Regions from separate parts of the Sus scrofa genome. Here region 1 is linked to region 2. A link is a contact called in public Hi-C data. All regions are on one chromosome and are shown on one strand. The core of a region is the stretch at or near the end of the contact, and the rest is flanking DNA. Distances in the headings are between cores, read along the strand shown.

What was found. A called contact is a pair of places that touch in the nucleus more often than the background predicts.
Region 1: a contact with region 2 is called in a Hi-C map of liver, with 7 times the contacts expected there. The contact joins the promoter of TMEM174 here to the promoter of TMEM171 in region 2. A contact is called at or near these places in 2 of 5 promoter capture datasets (fetal skeletal muscle and liver) and 6 of 47 Hi-C or Micro-C datasets (epiblast stem cells, liver and skeletal muscle).

Annotation. Positions count from the first base shown.
Region 1 is chr2:82,334,167-82,337,603 of Sscrofa11.1, reverse strand. TMEM174 (transmembrane protein 174) reads right to left here and starts at 1,773. Exons shown (of 2, transcript XM_003123688.4): 1 at 722-1,773; 2 at 1-554. The coding sequence starts at 1,356. The coding sequence ends at 449.
Region 2 is chr2:82,285,785-82,289,762 of Sscrofa11.1, reverse strand. TMEM171 (transmembrane protein 171) reads right to left here and starts at 2,552. Exons shown (of 4, transcript NM_001244323.1): 1 at 2,495-2,552.

The DNA of each region.
Region 1 (3,437 bases), core at 524-3,023, 49 kb before region 2:
AGAGTCCTCCAGGGACACAGAATGGCAACCAAGTGCTTTCAAATACGCAAATCCTGTTTGAGGGCTGAGAACAGGCACTGGAAGATCTCCAGTTGAGCCTGTTTTCTCTTCCCGTTTCCTTCCCACCCCCCACTTGCACTACTGTGGAAACTCCCAAAGTCACAGCAATAGTGATTTTTCCCTTGGCTGCTGAAGCTCAAATAAAGACACCAGTGCCTTCCAGTGGGAAGAGGGTGAGGGGAGGATAAATAGGTGAAATTCCTGATCCCAAACCCTAGGCAGGGGATTTCTAGCTCTCCTGGGAGGGAGTTTCCCTACCTCGGCCTAATTTTTACCAATCGGAGAGAGTCTACCTCCCACTTCCCCTCCCCCACCCTGAATGGTGTCTGTCAGGCTGCCTGGGCTCCTCTGCTGTCTCACTTCCGAAGGTCACGGCATCGAACACTCTCTAGCGGGGGAGGGAGCATATTTCCTCATAGGGGGGAGGAGAGAAACAGGTGGAATCCTCATCTCCCAGCTGTGTCTCTTCTAGCTGCTCAGCATCAGGGCTGGACCTGAAAGGGGAGCAGAGAGCACAAGATGCGTTACAGCCCACAGCCCCTCTCAAACCAATGCCACTGTCCTGACAATGAGCCACACAGATGTGCATTCTCCTGCCACCTTCCTTACAGCAAACACAGCCAAGGCTGGAAGGGGAGCGTCCCTACTGCACTCACCATACCTGTCATCTCCAGCATCCACGAAGGAAGGGTAGTCCTGGTCGTGAACAAAGGCAGCATTCTCTGGAGGGTAGATGGTGTAGTACTGGGGCGGGCTTGGCATGGCAGCCGCCAGCCCTCCAGGCGGGACGAGACCGCACGGGCTCACCACCGGCTGCAGGTAGGTGGTGGTCATCCCCAGGGGCTCTTGAGAGCCATAAGGGGGGGGGATATACTGCACCACCGTGGCCCCGTGGAAGGTGATGGGTTGGTTGATACCAGTGAAAACAAACGATTGTCCTCCGGCCGTCTGCTCCAAGTCCGGGACCCTCTCCTCACTCTCTTTGCACAACTGGCAGGAGAGCATTTTGAACTTGCACACGGCAATCAGGATGAACGTGACCCCCACCGACAGCAGGATGGGTCCAAGGAGCTGGGTCCATTCAAAGTGGGAGACTCCTTGGTATTTGATCCAGCCCATGATGGTGAATGTGATCCCCACCAGTCCCAGGAAGATGCCCGAGAAGAGCAAGGTGGCCCCCGCCTTGTCGTCATCCGACACCTGGATGTCAGCGGTACTGGGCGTGTAAGGGGTGACGGAAAACACATTGAGAGGGAAGTCCTCCACGCGGTTGTGGCCCTGCTCCATCGTCCTCATGCGTCTTCCAGGGGAAAAGGGGTTGTGAGAGCTCCTGAGAGCAGAGCACAGGGATCCCAGGTCCAGGTTAGTTATGGAAGAACTTTGGGCTTCTGTGGTTAACAGAGTAGAACATGCAGAGGCCTGAACTTTGTTTAGAAGAATAAAGGTCTGAGAAGTGAAGCCTGAAGTGTTTTCATAGAGGGTCAACAACTAGCGTCTTCTGATTTGCAATTCAGTGACCATCACTCTCTCTTCCACGTTCATTCATTCACTCATTCAACAGTATTTGTTGAGCCCATCTTACGTGCCAGGAGACACTTTTCTAGATGGTTTCGGCCCTGTGCCAAAGCTCTCTTTGCATCCTCCCAGGACCAAGATAGTAGAAATTGCAGGAGACCTCCAGGGCCTCTGGCCATGGAGGGCCCCTTGATTTTTCCGCCACACGTTCAGGAATCTAACCCAACTTTCCTGCTGGGTCAGCTCACTAGAAATAGGCAGAGACCTGCCTCATTGTCTTGTTTTCCTTCCCACCTTAGGAATCTCTAGCTGGGGTAACACTGAAATGTTCACAGCAACTCTCCAAAGCCCTGAGGTCCTGCTCTTTCCTGGTCAAGCACCAAGTGCCCTGGATTTCAGCATTTGGGGAATAATTCCAGCTGTGGGAGAGGAACAATTCCCCCTAGAAGCCTTTCCATGCACAGTCTCATTGGCCGAGCGTCAGGTATGACCCCAGGGTCTCAGGAACCCACACATCAGGCCCTTGGTCCGTGGTGGTGGCATAGTCTCCAGTTTCCACAGTGAAATGAACAGCTGCATTTTCTTTCCTTTTTTTTTTTTTTTTTTTGTCTTTTTAGGGCCACACCCACGGCATATGGAGATTCTCAGGCTAGGGGTCAAATTGGAGCTGTAGCTGCCAGCCTATGCCACAAGTCAGAGCAATGCAGGATCTGAGCCATGTCTTCGACCTACACCACAGCTCACGGCAACACTGGATCCTTAACTCACTGAGCGAGGCCAGGAATCGAACCTGCATCCTCATGGATGCCAGTCAGATTCGTTTCCGCTGAGGCATGACAGGAACTCCTTTTTTTTCAGCTGCATTTTCAAACCTGCTGTGTTTGGCTACCAAACCCAAGTTGATTTAGAGAAGAAAACTTGCCCTTCAGTGGCATGATTTGTCATTCCTAACTACAGAACCCAGCACAGCTCGGCTAATTTCCTCCCCCGGCCCCCGAATAGTAACTGTAGCCCTCTTCCCTGGAGAGATCTTCTCCGAACAGCTGTCCCTCTTCAGTGGTTAAATATTATATCAGCTCTCTTTTGTGGGCGTGAGCGCAAGGTCCAGGAAAAGAGCTGCCCTCTTGCCCTAAGGCAGGGCTTCCCAAACTTCCCTGATGATAAGAATCACCCGGCCCATATTTTTAAACAGCAACATCTGAGTTCCCAATTCAGCTCAGCAGAACCAACATTTCCAAGGGAGAGTAAGTGGCCCAGGTGTCTCTTATCATCAGGAATCCTTGAAAACCCTACTCCAATTTAATCCCAAGGCTCCTGGGAAACCAGGGGACTTTCTTCCCCTCCAGAATGCCTGGCCCTGCTACAGGACAAGGCTTGTGATCTTCAACTTTGCTGCCAAACAGATGGGAAGGCAAGCAGGTGACCCCATCAGGTACCTCCCTGCACGTGTCCTTGAACAGCAAGAATGAAGTGATGTTGCAATAGGAGAGGTCTGCCCCCCTTCCCACTGGGCTAGATCAGAGTCCAGGGAGCCAGCTTTTTGCTTTAATCATAAAAATTCTGGTCGGCTAGCCTGATGTTGTTTTCAGGCCCTTCACCCCTGAGTTAACAGTTGAAACAGTCCCTGGCATTTAGAAAGAGCTAGGCTGTCAAAATTGTTCTTTGAAAACACTCAGCTCATGCTTCCCATTTGTCTATAGCTATACCCTTTTGCAATTAAGACAACAACTGGCAACACTGAAACAGAAGAAGGAAATTACCTTCGTCAAAACAGCCCATGAATGCAAAACTGGAATGGCTTTCAGAGCAGACACATCAGGAAACTCTAGTTATGCCTTATTTTATTTTTTATTGAAGTATAT
Region 2 (3,978 bases), core at 1,303-3,802:
CACAGGGGGTCAGGTGGAGCCTTGTCCCCCAGATGGGCCAGTGGCCTCTTCCTTACCCTCCTCTGTGGTGCCACCCACTTCCACAAAAAGGTTTAGGCTCCATTAAAAATAAGCAGCTGATAAATCACCAATTCCAAAACACTAAACAGCAGCAGAACTTGACTTTGAAAGCAGAGTATCTGTGAAATCAAGTGGGAAAGCACCTTCCATAAGGCCACCGAAGGCCTGTACTTCATATATTAAATGTACCCTGTGTGGTGGGCAAAGAGTTGTCTATTTTACACAGACTGACATTATTGTCCAGTTATCTCATCTTACTCTAATGAATGGCATCTTTTTCCAGGACCCTTCAGGTTGAGGCACTCAAAAAGACAACCCAAGTGTGAAGGCCATTTTTACTTGCTCAAAGGAAGAAAACTTTTAAAAAACTTTGTGGTCACGTACAGGAGCTCAAGATTGAGGCAATAAACTCAAGGCCATCTTGACAAACACAAATCATGTCCAAGTCGAGTCAGTTTTGGTCAAGAAAGGAAACAGCTGGTCTTATGCTAGGAAGTACTTTTCCAGGAAAAAGTGCAATAGCATCAAAATGAAGTTGGAAAAAGAAGGAAATATGGCTGGGAAACAAGCTGCTTCTTTAAACTTGGCAAACTATGAAGGTGCAATTAAGCTGAGACAAAGTATTGCACTAATAAAATAAAAAAATAAAAAAAGAGGGAGTTCCCGTCGTGGCGCAGTGGTTAACGAATCCGACTAGGAACCATGAGGTTGCAGGTTCAGTCCCTGCTCTTGCTCAGTGGGTTAAGGATCCGGTGTTGCCGTGAGCTGTGGTGTAGGTTGCAGACGCGGCTCGGATCCCGCGTTGCTGTGGCCCTGGCGTAGGCCTGTGGCTACAGCTCCGATTCGACCCCTAGCCTGGGAACTTCCATATGCTGCGGGAGCTGCCCAAGAAATGGCAAAAAAAAAAAAAAAAGACCCTGTAATCCTTTTGCTGCTCTGAAGATACAGGTGAAGAGTGACTCTGCTACAAAATCCTATTAAGAATTCACTGTATTCCTGGTACTTTCGACTTTGATGTGGGTCATAAGGCCTCAACTGCCTTAGGCAAATTCCCAAATACGAGTATTAAAGTAGAGCCTAAAACTGGATTTGTAGCTTCCTTTCCATGGACTAGTGGACTAAGCACCTGGCACAGGTGTAAATCCCCCATCCAAAATAGCACAGTATGTGCACAGTGTTTTCTCTGTCTCTCTCCTGCTCTTTCTCTCTTCCTCCCCACCCCCAACCCGGTCCCTCTCTTCCACCCCTACTCTTATAGAGGCGCTCACAAAATGACACAGAGACATGGCCACTAAAAGGAAATTAAACCTTTTCCAAATAATAGCGCCCACTTCATTCTCCCAAAGCCAAGTCCGCCTTCTTAACACTGTTCACCAAAAGACATTTTCAAATCAGCAGCATCTCACCACGTCCAAAGCGCTGTGTGTTCGGGGCTCGACACAAAGAGAGCTGAGGTCCGTTACCGGAATAGATTTGCGGGTTTAGAGAGCCCCAGCGCCACACCAGCCCAGAGGGGCTTGGCGCGCAGCTCCCATGCGCTCGAGTTTAGCGCTGCGCAGCTCCTTGCACACATCCTGGATCCTAAACCGCAGAGCGGGGGCTCCCGGGTGTGCAGGAACGCGGGGACGGGAGCGCTTACCTGAGGCTCGGTCCTGCGAGCACGCTGCCTGCGCCGGCGCTCAGCGGGCAGCCCCGGCCGTGGGCACCGGGCACAGCGTGGCGCCCGCCTCCGCCCTCGGCCTCCCGGCCAGAACCTCACACTCCCACCTGCACGTCCGGGCGCGGAGGGCGGGCCGCGCAGTGTTTACCGAGGGGGCGGTGCCGGGCAGGGCAAGGCTGCAGGGGCGCCGGCAGGGCAGGGCGGACTGGCGGGAGCTGGCCGCTGCCGGGTGATACTCTTCGGGGGCCAGGGGTGCGCCCGGCGCGGGGGTGGAGAACGAGGGACAGACTCGGTCCCGGGCGGGTTGACCGGGTGGCTTGTGCGCCCGTGACCGTGCGCGCAAGGAATGCAGGAAAAGGCGCCCCCTCCTCGCCGCCTCCCTGGCTGGGGGCCCCAGGGGCAGGGGCCAGAGAGTTGGGGTTCTCCTGGGTGTTCCAACTCGCGCAGCGACGGTGGAGATCCTGGAGGCTGGAAGGGAGCCGATTCCCTTCTGGGCCGAGAGCCCAGAATTCAAGGTGGGGGTGGAGGAGAAAGGGCAGCGCTGCCCCCTCTTCGTCGTGGCCGTTGCCCGAGCAGATTGGGGGCCCCCAGATCCCGCTGCCACGCCCTCCGGGACGGGTCTACCCAGTGGCTTGTGGCCCTCCTGCCGCTCCAGAGACCTTGACTGGAGCTCCCCGAAGAGCAGGTTATGGAAACACCAAATCACAGAAAAATGCGCTGCATTAGAGTGTGCGGAGACTGAGGCAGGCCCTGGGGAGACCCTTGGACACTCACATGTATGCTCACAGTCCCGCTTTGCCATCGAAGCCCCTTCCCGGTTCTCAGTCGCTAATGATTTGCCGGAATTAAACCTGTAACTTTCCCTGCCCTTGAACCAAGAGTTTCGGGATGGGTGTGCTAATCCCCGTGCTATTTGTAACCTGCCCCGTGACACGTGACACGGATCCAACTGTGCCAGTTTCCACACCAGAGGTCAGGGCGCCGCGAAAGGTGAGTCAAGGGCTCAGCCCAAACACAGGAGTGCTGTGAGCCCCAGGGCCTTCCCCATCGCTGCCGCTTCTCCCCCGGGGTCCTGCCCACTTTGTCTGAAATCCAGTCAAGGGTTAAGGGCCAACGGCATGAACCTTTTGAACGTGAGAACACTTTGCATACCTCGTACAGCAGTTGGTTCCCAGGCTCACTGTTCTCTCTGCCGGTAAAGAATGAGTTGGCTTAGCTGATTACAGAGGTTAGAAGCCAACGAAGTGATTGGAAGGAGACAAAGAGGGAAGGCTGATGAGCATGGGCTCTGGGGGTGGGCCGGCTGGGTAGGTGAGACAGGACTGCATCAGGGAAGCCAACTGTGGTAGGATTTGTTGGGCCACTTGCCCTGGTGGCCAAAGATTAGTACTGTCTTGAATATCAACACTCCTTGCTTTGGGCCAGGTTCCATGTTATCTGCCTTCCCTACATACGGCCTGCGGTTCCTAAGTGTGTGTTTCCAGCAACTCAGAGAAGGCTGCAGCCAGAAGGCAACAGGGGATCAAAAAAGGTCATTTTTCAGTGGAGGAAACTACAGCCCAAAGACCTCCACAGCTGGTTAATGTGGAGCAAGCAAGAGCCTGAACAAAATGTGCTGACTGATCCTCCTGGGTTCACCTGTCACCCAGAGGACATATGATGCCACAAACTCAAAAAAAATGGCTTTTATTGCTTTTTTTTTTTTTTTTTTTGATTCTTATAACAATACAGACACTGTATCCCAAGGACATTGCAGCAATTGTGTCTGGGTGTAGCTATTCTGGTCAAAGTGTCAGGATATACCACCTGCTGGGAGCGCCTGAGAGCACACCCAGCTAACCAGCAAATAACCAGCCGTGGTGATTACACAATAGCCAGGGGCACTCGGCTTTCTAAGAACTCAGTCCTGACCATAGGATTTGCCTCTCCACACAGGCCTGCTAGCAACGCCTTTCTGTACAAGGGGATTCCCTTCTCCTCTCCTACTCATTCTTTCCTTCTCCCTTGCTTGAAACTCAATCTCTGGCCACGTCGTGTCTGGACCTGCAAGGGGCCTGTTGATACAGCTGCCCCTCTGGTGCCACATGACTGCAGACTGGCCACACATGACAGATTCGAATGTACTGGCACCAAGGACAATCAGATTAGCCTCCACTTGGGATGTCTGCCCCTTGGACTGTTTGTGTCTTTTGGAGCCTGTTTGACTAAATTAAACTCCCTGGAAATCGATCATCGGTCAAGTATGAAAGACATGTCCA